2 separate regions of the Neogale vison genome follow, and region 1 is linked to region 2. A link is a contact called in public Hi-C data. All regions are on one chromosome and are shown on one strand. The core of a region is the stretch at or near the end of the contact, and the rest is flanking DNA. Distances in the headings are between cores, read along the strand shown. Region 1 overlaps RAD51B (DNA repair protein RAD51 homolog 2). Region 2 has its middle 110 kb from the start of ZFP36L1.

Region 1 (5,130 bases), core at 115-2,614, 130 kb after region 2:
TGCAAAATGCTGTTCACACAGGAGGCCCATCTTTTTCTCCAAGTAGACCAGGCCACACCTCTCCTAGGGAAGACTGTGGTTAGCTGGGATTCTGACTTATTCTATAGGACTATAGGATGGGCAGCAATAAGACCATTTGCTGGGGACGGTTGATGCCTGAGCTTCTCTAGACCCAAACCTGACTGAGTCCTGATCCACGCAGCTTCCCTGTAAGGCCTCTTCAGCATGAACAGCTCACAGCTGTCCAGAACTCTTACCTGAGTCAGAGTGGACCAGGGTTTTCATAGGCTGCCTTACAGACGGCAAGTTTTCTGTCACCAGAGGGGTCTAGACATCATGTGCTAGCACTAGGATCCTGCCGTGGCTTCCCCCAGGAATTGGCAACAAAGAAACACCTATCAGACTTTTTTTTCTTTCTTCTAGAGCCTTCTATAAAAATGTGTCCAGGGCAGGGACTGAGCACCAGACGTGGGCAAACAACCCTGTGGTTATCTGGCCCCATGATTGGGCTCAAGTCACTTCTCTTCGGGTTGGACTCAAGCATTCTATGACTTACAGACAGAGGCTCAAATACGAAGACCTTTCCAAGTCCAGCTCAGAGCCTTGGAATTGGGACTGTCCTGCTGAGGATCTCGGACAGACAGCTGAAAGTCTATCTGGTGGCTTCTGAAGAACCTGACCTGGCCCTGGGCTCAAAACTCTCAGCTCCTACTCTGATTCCCTGTGCCTGAAAACACCAGCCCAGAAGTCTCTCCCAGGGGTGATTTGAATCTCGACCCTCTTCAGGGGTCCTGTAATCAAATGCAAATTACGCCTCTAAGCACCAAAGGGGTGGGAGGAGCGATTAGCTGACAACCCTGGGAGCTGCCGCCTCTGGCCCTTGGGAGTGACAGCCCCCCACAGGGGGAGGTCAGGAGAAAAAGAACAGAAAAGGGAGAGAGCTCAGGAGGGGTCAGAGGCCTCCGGCAGCCCCCACATCATCCCTAGTATGCCCTGAATGCGGCCCTGGGTGGGGGTCTAATCCCCCAGGCAGCCCGCCCTCGGCAGGGTCTCTGCAGGGTCAGGAACCCCACCCCATGTGGTACTGGGTGTACTCCGGCTGGTCGGCCTCCGTGCTCTCCAGGTGAACCAGCAATTCTCCAGGCCAAGGGCCCAGACACATCTGATCTGTCCTTCTCATTCCTTCCCAGGTTCCAAGAAGTCAGGCCTGAACACAAAAAGGGGTGGGGGGGCCCCGATGGGGCCACCGCTTGGTGAAGAGGGCGCACAGAGGATGGCTGCGCCAGCTGGGCCCAGCTCCCAGAGAGTAAACCAGACTGTTCTCCTCCGCTCCCCGCAGCCCTCTCCAATCAGGGAGTCTAAAATTACCATATTTACAGCATCTGCTGCCAAGCCCGGCACCAAGCAAGATGAATAGCGGTGACGCACAAGCCGGGCCGAAGAATGCGGCAGGGCTGGGCCGGGCTGGGCCCCAGCGTGTGCGCCCCACGCCAGAAAGCCCGGCGGCCCCCGGCAGGGGGGCTGACACGGTTCACCCAGCACCGAGCCCAAAGGGAGGTGGGAGACTGAGATGTCCTCCCTCTGCCTCCCTGCTCCAGAGAACCACTCAGGCCCTGGAGGCAGGATCGCTGAGCCTGAGCCGGGCAGCTCTGGTAGAGACCAAGGCGGGATGGTGGCAGCGGGGGTGTGTGTGTGGTGGGGGGCTGTGGAGAGCACATTCTGGGTCAGGGTATCCACCTCTCTGCATCAGCCTGGATTCTTCTTTCTCTGGGAGGGAAAAGGCCCAGGAAAAGCGTGACTCATGACCAGCAGACACTCTCTCAGAGAAGTTCAGAGCCAGGAACGACCTCAATACGACAGAGACAGGGGGAAGGGATGGGGGCTAAAGACGAGGCCCGTAGACTCTGAGGCCAGTGCAGGTTGTCCTGGCTCAGAGGCTCACAGCAGATCCCCTGGAATGCTAGGACTCTGAGGGACCTCAGGAGTGCTAGACCGGTCTGTTCCTCCCTTTAGCTAGAGCATCTCCTCTTTGGTTTCTTTTGGGTCCTGGACTTCTCTTTAAGTTCTCATTTCATTCCTGCAGTATTCAGTGCCTAAAATAAGGCACTGGTTTGTGCCAGAGGGCAGGAAAGTAGTACACGAGTGCCAAGAAGGAAGGCAGAACCAGGGTTGGTTGGGGCAGGGAATGCTGAGGAAAAGAGGTTAGTATTGAGGGAAGGTGAAGATGGGCACTACCTCATGAACCAGCTCCCCGAGAAAAACCTCTTCCTTGAGAGAAATGGAAACAGCTGCCATTTGCAATAACCCTGCTGGAACCTGAACCCAAACCCCAAAGTGGGGGCCATTGGTCAAGCAACTGCTTAATCCACATGAGCCATTTTTGGTAGGAGGTGATAAGAGGCAGGATTTGCTGGGGTTTGTGTTGTAGCTGCCCACTCAAAAAATGTTTCCAAGCTGAGAACTCCCACCAATACGTACCCTTCAGCCCAAGACTAAATCTGGCCCCACCCCCTGGGTCTGTTAGAAGGGGAGAGTCCTGATAAACGACACAGATGTGTTTCTGTTCTTCTCTGTGACCCAGAATTGCTAAGAGTCTCCTTTTACCACTAACAGGGTAAGCAAAGGGCAGTATCAGTCAGCCAAGATGGCAGCTTCTGTTCTCACTGCTCTGTCCTAGGTGGGGCTCAAATTTCTCAATGGTGGCTAGGAGTCCCATCTCTTCTCCTCCTACTTCTTGGACTGCCCCTTCTGTTTTTCCATTGCTCCTCTTTCCTACTCTCTCATTAAACTTTGTATCTCCCAGGTTCAGGCTTCTGTTGTTTCTTCAAACTCTATTCTCCTTGAGCAGCCATACTCTCTGTTGGCTTCATTTATCACCAAAAATCTGTGACCTCAGTCCCAGCCATCTCCTGGATTGCCCACATATATTTCCAACTGTCTGCTGAACATCTCCAGTCGGGCATTCTACAGTTGTTTCAAATCACACATGTCCAAAACTGATCTCATTATCTACGCTCTCCTGCTTCCCACGACAAGTCCCTCCTCGGGTTCCTCCGCTCTCCTTTCTCTCTCAGTGGTGTCACCAGCCACTCAGACATCCCAGTGGAAACCTTACAGTCACCTCTGACCCCTCCCTCTCCCTCATCAAGGTCTGTCAGCGTTACCTTGGATGAGTCCTTTAAATATGTCCCCCTCCTCCTGTGCCACCATTGCCCAGATTAGGCTCCCAGCATCTCTCGGCTACTATAGTCCTTCTTATGGGATCACCCACCCTCATGCCCTCAGATACCCTCCACGCTACAAACAGGAGACAATTCTCTGAACACAGATCTGATTTGGTAAATATTGCTAAGGGCCCACCTTCTGCCCAGGACTGGCCTTACGACAGTGAGTCAGACCAGGTGCGGTCCCTGTCCCTATGGGTCTTGCATCCCAGCTGGGGATTCAGACAGGAAACAAGCACAGGGCAAACAAGTGAATAAAATACTTCCATGCTGTAGTAAGTTCTAGGAAAGAAAGAAATCAGGGGCTGAAGTCGGAAATAATGGGGTGGGGTGGAAATCTGCGCTACCACCCACATAAAGACCTCCAAAGTCTCCTCATTATGCCCAGAACAAGGTTCAGACTCAGCTTGGCAGGCAAGGCCCTTGCCAGTCTGGCCCGATCTGTTTCTCAACTCCTCTTTCACCACCTCCTCCCCTCCCTCTCCCTCCTAACCCTGTGCTCCACGTCCCATTCTTCTTTGAATTCCCAGACCCATGTTTCCTGGAAAACTACAAGCAGGTAATAAATGTTTGGGTGATCAATATGTGGAAGAATGAGTGATGGACAGAGTTCCCTTTAGAGTCAGGCCCTTTCCCCTTTTTCATGTCTGCTTTCTGCTGGAAGCTCCTTCCACTGAGTCTCCATAGTGCTTCTCACACTATTTCTGCCCCAGGTACTAACAGTACCTGACTGTCTCTCCTGGTAAGCTGCTAGGGCAAGGACAGTCTTGTTCCATTCTGAAGAAAACGCCTGGCACAGAGCAGGCGCCTGAAACATGCCAGTTGAGTTGATGGGAAGAGCATGAAGCAAAGGGAAGTGATTGGTATTCTTTTTAGACCGTGTTGTGTTAAAACAACTCCAGTGGCCAAAATGGTTGGGTGGAAAGAAGCAGTGTGAAGACTCATTGCCAAGTGGACAGCCAGAGGCACACACCTCCTCTCGCTCCAGGAACAGCCTCAAAGAGCCCAACTTTGTCACCAAGCCCTTTACTTTGAAAATATTTTTGCACAATCAAAGCGGGGAACAGTGAAGCAAATACATGCCCCTGAAAACTGGTACTCAAAGATCTGCCTGTATCCATGAAAACGGGAACTCCCCTGGGTTGGGAGTTTGTTCTAGGGCTCAGCGTATCCTTTCGCAGGATCTATGAAGAACCGGCTCCTTTCCCGTCTGAGCAGCCTAGGGTACTTTCTTCTTTCCAAGGACCTTAAATGAAACCTAACTTCTCCACTATTCCCACATCCCGTTCTTGGAACTCCTTAATCATTATTCCCTGAGGCCAGAATAATTGAACACAGGGGTCTGTTGGTCTTTGGCAAATACACTTGGCAGGGAGGGGGGAAAGTGGACAGGGAACCAACCATAAAAAATTTTCAATAAAAAAATCTGATTAAAGGTAAGAATAAAAATGAGAGGTAGATTTTGTGAATTATTTTAGGCTTAGTGCCTTCTCTCAGAAAGTACTGGGCAGGTGCCAATCTGCCTGGCTTTCTCAAATCACTGTTGATTCGTTTGAATTTCACACATGGTCACCTTGTCCTCCTTTCTTTTTTGAATCTCTCCAGAAAGCACCCCGCTCCTGACCTGAGCATTTCATTACTCCTATCTCCTTGGAGACCATTTCAGATTTTTCTTGACAGCCTTATTTTATTCTTTCTGGCTCGATGTCACCAACCGAACTGTCCTCAGCCAAGCCTCCAAAGGAAATATGACCCACTTGCTGCGTCAGATCATTTGGAAATAGATACGATTGGCTTGGAGTCACTCTATGCGGGGCTATAAAATTGCTCTCTCTCCTTCTGAGTGGGTTGGGTCAAAGCCCAAACTGAGGCAAGAGGTTTCCAAGGAATACAGAGCAGAGGGCTA
Region 2 (5,516 bases), core at 656-3,155:
AAGAGGCTGAGCCCCGAGGAAGACAGTAGCCCTCATAGGTCCTTCAGCTAGAGTGGAGATAAGGAAGGAGAGTCCCTGGGGTCAGTCCGGTGCCTGGAGTCTCATACGAATGAGACGATGGGCACTGATATTCATGGAGTCTGTGCGTCATAAGCTGGTCTTGGTCCTTTACGTTTCCCAGTAAGCTGGAACGTGGAACAGAGAGAATTCCAGATGCTCTGATAGAATTTTCTTTATAGTCAGGTGGCTCAAGGGCTGTCTTCTACAAGCATTTTGGAAACACTAGTACTCGCGTTTGATTGTTTTTGTCTCTTTCTTTAAAATCACAGTGTGTGTGTTTATTTGTTGTATATATTCCTATCACACCCTCCCGCCCCCAAACCGCCCACCCGAGGAGCTGGTTTCAGGAATCACAGTCATGTGCTGTTGGAAGGTTTGGGAAAGGCTGCTGGGTCTCACATAAAGAAAAGGATTATATCTGTGTTATTCACCGCTGGCTTCCCAGGACCTTGCACACTGCGGGGAAATAGAGGTTCTGATTCATAGCTCATAAATCTTATAGACAGGAGACAGTTCACTTGAGTTGCCTGATATTCCACAGCACATCAGCAGCGAAACCAGGAGGAGAGTCTTCTCTTCCAACTTCCTGTTCTCGGCAGGAAGCCATGCCCGTCACTTTATAAGCGTCCTAGGGATGGCTTTAGGTGTCAAGTAGCTCTCCCGGGGGAAGCAGTGGACAGGGCTGAGTCTTGAAGCCCAGGACTGTGCCTCTGACAGGATGGGTGGGGCTCAAGGGTCTTGAAGGCCCATCCTGTGGTAGTCAGCAAGGAGATTGGCTTGGTCCTTGGACTGGAGTTTCCTTGGCCTAGAATTGCTTAGAATAGCCAGGCACTTAGCCTGGACTTGCCACATAGCCGAATGTTAGACCCTGATCACTGGAGGTGATCCTGGAAAGGGTCTTCTGGCAGCCTGGTCCTTGGAGCTGAGGCCGGGCTGGGCCCTCTCCTCTACGACAGGCTCCGGAGAGCCCAGAGCAAAAGGGATAGTGCATCGGCCTTGTTCCTCCCCTTAGGGTTCTGTTCTGTAAGAGAAGTCTCCTTCCCCGTGTACAACTCTGACTAGATCAGAGTGTGAGCAAGAGGGAAATTGTCTTTCCAAGAGTGTTCTGTGCTTGGATTGACCATCTTTGTGTCCTGGGGCTGAGAGCAGAAGCCAGAGGCAGAAGCTGAGTGACGCTTTGTGTGCGGGCCCTCACTTCTGGAAAACCAGCCAAGACCACTCCTGAGACCGTAGGCTGCTCTGGTCCTTCCCTTAGCTCCCGTTCTTTGGACTTTCCCAGGGTCAGATGTTCTTCCACATAAACTCTTGTTGTTCAGTCTGTGGCCCAAACAGCCCGAGGCCTGAGACAATGGTGGTTTTGCTGAGGACATTAGAATACTCAGTCACTGGCCGGGCCCATGTCACCTCACAGAATTGGTGTGGCTGCCGCAGGCTCCCTATGGGACAATCAGCTCACCCACTTAAAGTCCATCAAAGGACTGGGTGAAATTCTGGTCCCCTTTCTGCTCATTTGCCCTGTCGTCATCCCCCTCTCCCATTGCCGTGCTCCCAGCCCTCGCCCCCTCTCGGCACCATGGCCCGCAGGGACCCTGACACCTGGGACACCTCACAAGCCAGCTTTTCTCAAGCCGGACTCCATTGCTGTGAGGAGTCTGAAGGCGTTTTCTTTGAAGGATAAGTCGGGAGAGGGTCAGAGAGTGCTGAGAAGTTACGCCTGTTTCTTCTTTCTTTTCCTTTCCCCCTCTGGGGCTGACAGACCAGATTTTTTTCTTTTTTACAGTACATTTTGGCAAGCCCCATTTTTTTCTGACAGAAAAAAAAAATAACAGGCATATTTTGGGCGATTACTCAACTGGGGTCCTTTGTGACAGGATATGCAGCTGCGTGACTAATGGAGCTGGCTTTCTCCTGGCTTCCTTCCCCTTTCAGAGCTCTTGTTTACTGCTCTATACTGAAAAAAAAAAAAAAAAAAAAAAAGCCATAAGCTACAGATTTTATGTAAAAAAAAATGCCTTGTGAGATACTCAAAGGCAATAAATCCTTGGGATATTCCATTTCTAGGGCTGCAAACTCCCCACCCTCTCCCACTTTTTCTTTTCAAATGCTTAAGCTCTTGACTCACGACATGTGAATCTTCTTCTCCTACTCCCATGTCCCTGCTTTCTTCTGAACATATGTCCAGCAGATCGTGTGTGTGTGTGTGTGTATGTTTGTTGGAGGGGGGAGCAAGATGGGAACCATATTTTTGGTGCTTAACTCAGCAATTGCTAAAGGAAGGAATAATGACTTCCAGGGACCTCGGGACCTTTTTCTTTTTTTTTTTTCCCCCCAAGGCCTGTGTGTTTCCATAATCTATGACAATTTTGTGGTGTAAGCAAAAGTTATTACAAAACACAGAACTAGCCTAATGAGGAAGGGTATGTTCTAAACAGGGAGAGACCGTCTCTTTTTAGAGGAAATCCAAATTTCGTCTGGCTTTGGAATTGAGAATCCTCTGGCTTCCCATAGAATGTTTGGAAGAAACTCTCGATCCAGCGTACAGTGTTCGACAACTGGAATTGGCCTTTTAGTTTTTCTCGAGATCCAACAGCTTTGTATTGCAAAAAGCGTCTGGCCTGTGGATGGGAAAAATGAAGTAGCTGGTCAGGTTTGATAGAGATGGGCTGGGGTAGAAGAGGTCCATGACTTGTGGCCACATGATGGGTTCGAGCCTCAGCTGGGATCTGGAGTAGGTCATTTAACATCTCTAGGTCTCTTTTGCTCTCCCATGAAAATTAGGATAGTATCCCCTCTGCCTAGGTGGCTGGCAGGAAAAGTGAGGTGACAGACTCCAAGGCGCCAGAAGGAACCATAAAGAAGAATTCAGTGATGGGTCATCCAAATGGCTGCTCCGGCTTTAAGCAGGGGAGAGAGGTTTGTTCCACAAGAACTCACGACGAACGGAACAGAGGCTATTTATACAGCCGCCCCGGGATGCAACCTATGGGGGTGTTTCTGAGGCTGGTATTGCCTCCAAGTTTGCCAAGTGCCTAGTCCTCTTCCATGTGGGTATCCTAACGTCCCACATCAGAATCCTAACTTTGATCCCGTTACTTTCCTACTCAGGAAACTCTCATCAAAACCGGACAAAAGCACCACTAACCCCCTCTCCTTTTCTCCACCTACCTTTCCTCTGACTAGCTTATCCTTTGCCCACACGCTGCCCCAGAGATGTGAACACTGAACGCAATTTACTCTAACCCCCCACCTAACACTTCCCCCAATGAGTTGCTTGGGGGACCCTTCCTTCTAGTCCTCTTCCTGCTGCTTTCTGGTAAACCTTGCTCATTTGTCATTTCTTATAGGTAAGGTCACCTAAAACTTAGCTTTTCCCAGAGTCTACACCAATTAAGGGCTCCTGGAGGGGATACCCCAAACTCTCCAGCAAACCCTAACAACTATCTTTCTTACTTTCTAGAGCTCAAGTCTAATGTCCTTAGCGAAGGCAGTTGACTTGATCGCACCATAGGGTAAACTGAGGCACCAGCGAGGGAACCAGCTGGCCAGGGATCACATACCAAGTCCCTGACACAGACAGGAATAGAAACCCCACATCCTGATTCCAGTTTGCCTAGAGTTTAAAGAGGCACCTTAGTTTGGATATCCCAGAATAGTTTCTCCCAGGCTGACCAGCTGTGAAGTGATATGTTGCGAGGGTTATTTTTTGCCTTGGCTTAACTCTTAAAAAAACACCCCAAACTTCCTAAAATCGGCCTAAGAAAATCCATTTCTCACAAAGCCGTCTGCTTGCCAAGTATAAACCTAGTGTATTACATCACAAACGCCTTTGGGCCTCACTCTCGGTTTACAACGACACTCAGGTATCTGAATTAAATTCAGAAATCACAGTTTATTGAAGGAAACAGATCATTAAGTCACTCCACTGGACTGAAGCCGTCGACATTGCTTATTTGGAGAAGCTGAATGTTGAATAATGTTCTCTTGATTTAGGTGGACCTGGACGAGCTGGGGTTATTCAGCAAAGGGTGGGGCCAGCCCGTGGCACGAGGCCTGTGGGGGCTGCTAGGAAGAGCGGAAGGGACAGCGGTGTACTGGGGCCGCCTTGCATTGGCTGATTTTTAAATTTTCAGGAATTTTGTGAGCCAGTTCAACACAGCCATCATGAAAACGAAATTATATAAACCTGCAGTTGGATACATTATATTAAAAACAACAGTAATAAATACTAAAAACAGATTACATCCTCATTATTTGGCTTCAATTTACTATTCTGTATGCTTTTGTTACACCTCTCTTATGTCCCTACGGTGGGGATATCATACTTGTGTGTGGCTGTTCGTCTCTTCCCAGCGCCACGTTCAGTAATCTCCCATGGGGTGGTTTGAAGTCACTCATGGGGAGAATAGTTATGCCACGGAAATGGGCAAACTCTACAAATCGGGGCTTGATTTATGGTGTGAGTCGTACCCTTGGAAAGCTGATTGTTACACATTACCACGCCCTCCTGGAAAGGTGAGTCCATGGACCGCTCTCTTGGGGTCCCAGAGTGGGGACCACTGCTGCAGGAAGGAACATGGCTGAGGAACAGCTGTGGACAAGGAAGAACTTACTCTGGGAAGAGACCAACACAGGGGATCCAGGGGAAGAGCCAGCAGTCACAGACGAACCGATCAGAACAGGAAGAGGGAACATGTACTAGACTGGCTAAGTTGTAATGTACTACCGGATAAGGTTAGATAGGAGAAGAGCCATAATGACTTCTACGTTCAAGGTGAGGGTTAACGCTATATAACCACAATGCTTTAAAGTTTTCGAGACCAGGGGGCGTGGGTGGCTGAGTGGGTTAAAGCCTCTGCCTTCGGCTTAGGTCATGATCCCAGGGTCAGAGATGGAGCCCCGCATCGGGCTCTCTGCTCAGCAGGGAGCCTGCTTCCTTCTCTCTCTCTGCCTGCCTCTCTGCCTTCTTGTGATCTGCCTGTCAATTAAATGAATAAAATCTTAAAAAAAAAAAGTTCTCAAGACTTTTTATTCATGAGCTCTTGCCACCACTGGAACAGAACCATGAGGTAGATGGGTAAGTTAGCTATCAGCCTCATACCCATTTTACAGATGGGAAACAGAGGCAATGGGTGGCTAAGTAGTTCATCCAAGGTTACTCTCTCCCTACAAATGGCTATGCTGGTCCTTGGTGGAGAAACAGATATGGCACAGACTCTGGGTCCGACATATCTGGGTTAAAAAGCCAACCCTGTCATTTATGTAACTTTGACAAAGTTACTTTCCCTTAAAAACTTTTTTTAAACTGACAAAATGGGGACAACAATGCCTAGCTGTCACACGTTTGCAGGGCAGTTGGGTTTAAATGAGATTGTAGGTGTAGGGGGACTTAGGATGCTGTCAATAACGATTCATTTCCTCTTCCCTCTTACCACGATGTTTCAAAAGTATTTATATTT

Evidence for each region. A called contact is a pair of places that touch in the nucleus more often than the background predicts.
Region 1: a contact with region 2 is called in a Hi-C map of muscle, with 2.3 times the contacts expected there. The contact joins two enhancer-like sites.

The regions. Positions count from the first base shown.
Region 1 is chr13:32,757,502-32,762,631 of ASM_NN_V1, forward strand. The region is part of intron 10 of RAD51B (DNA repair protein RAD51 homolog 2); the gene reads right to left. Among named protein-coding and RNA genes, the nearest start is that of ZFP36L1, 240 kb to the left of the region's middle. Within about 2 kb of position 1,365, the one cell type or tissue checked has open chromatin away from gene starts, as enhancers often do.
Region 2 is chr13:32,627,831-32,633,346 of ASM_NN_V1, forward strand. No RefSeq gene overlaps it. Among named protein-coding and RNA genes, the nearest start is that of ZFP36L1, 110 kb to the left of the region's middle. Within about 2 kb of position 1,906, the one cell type or tissue checked has open chromatin away from gene starts, as enhancers often do.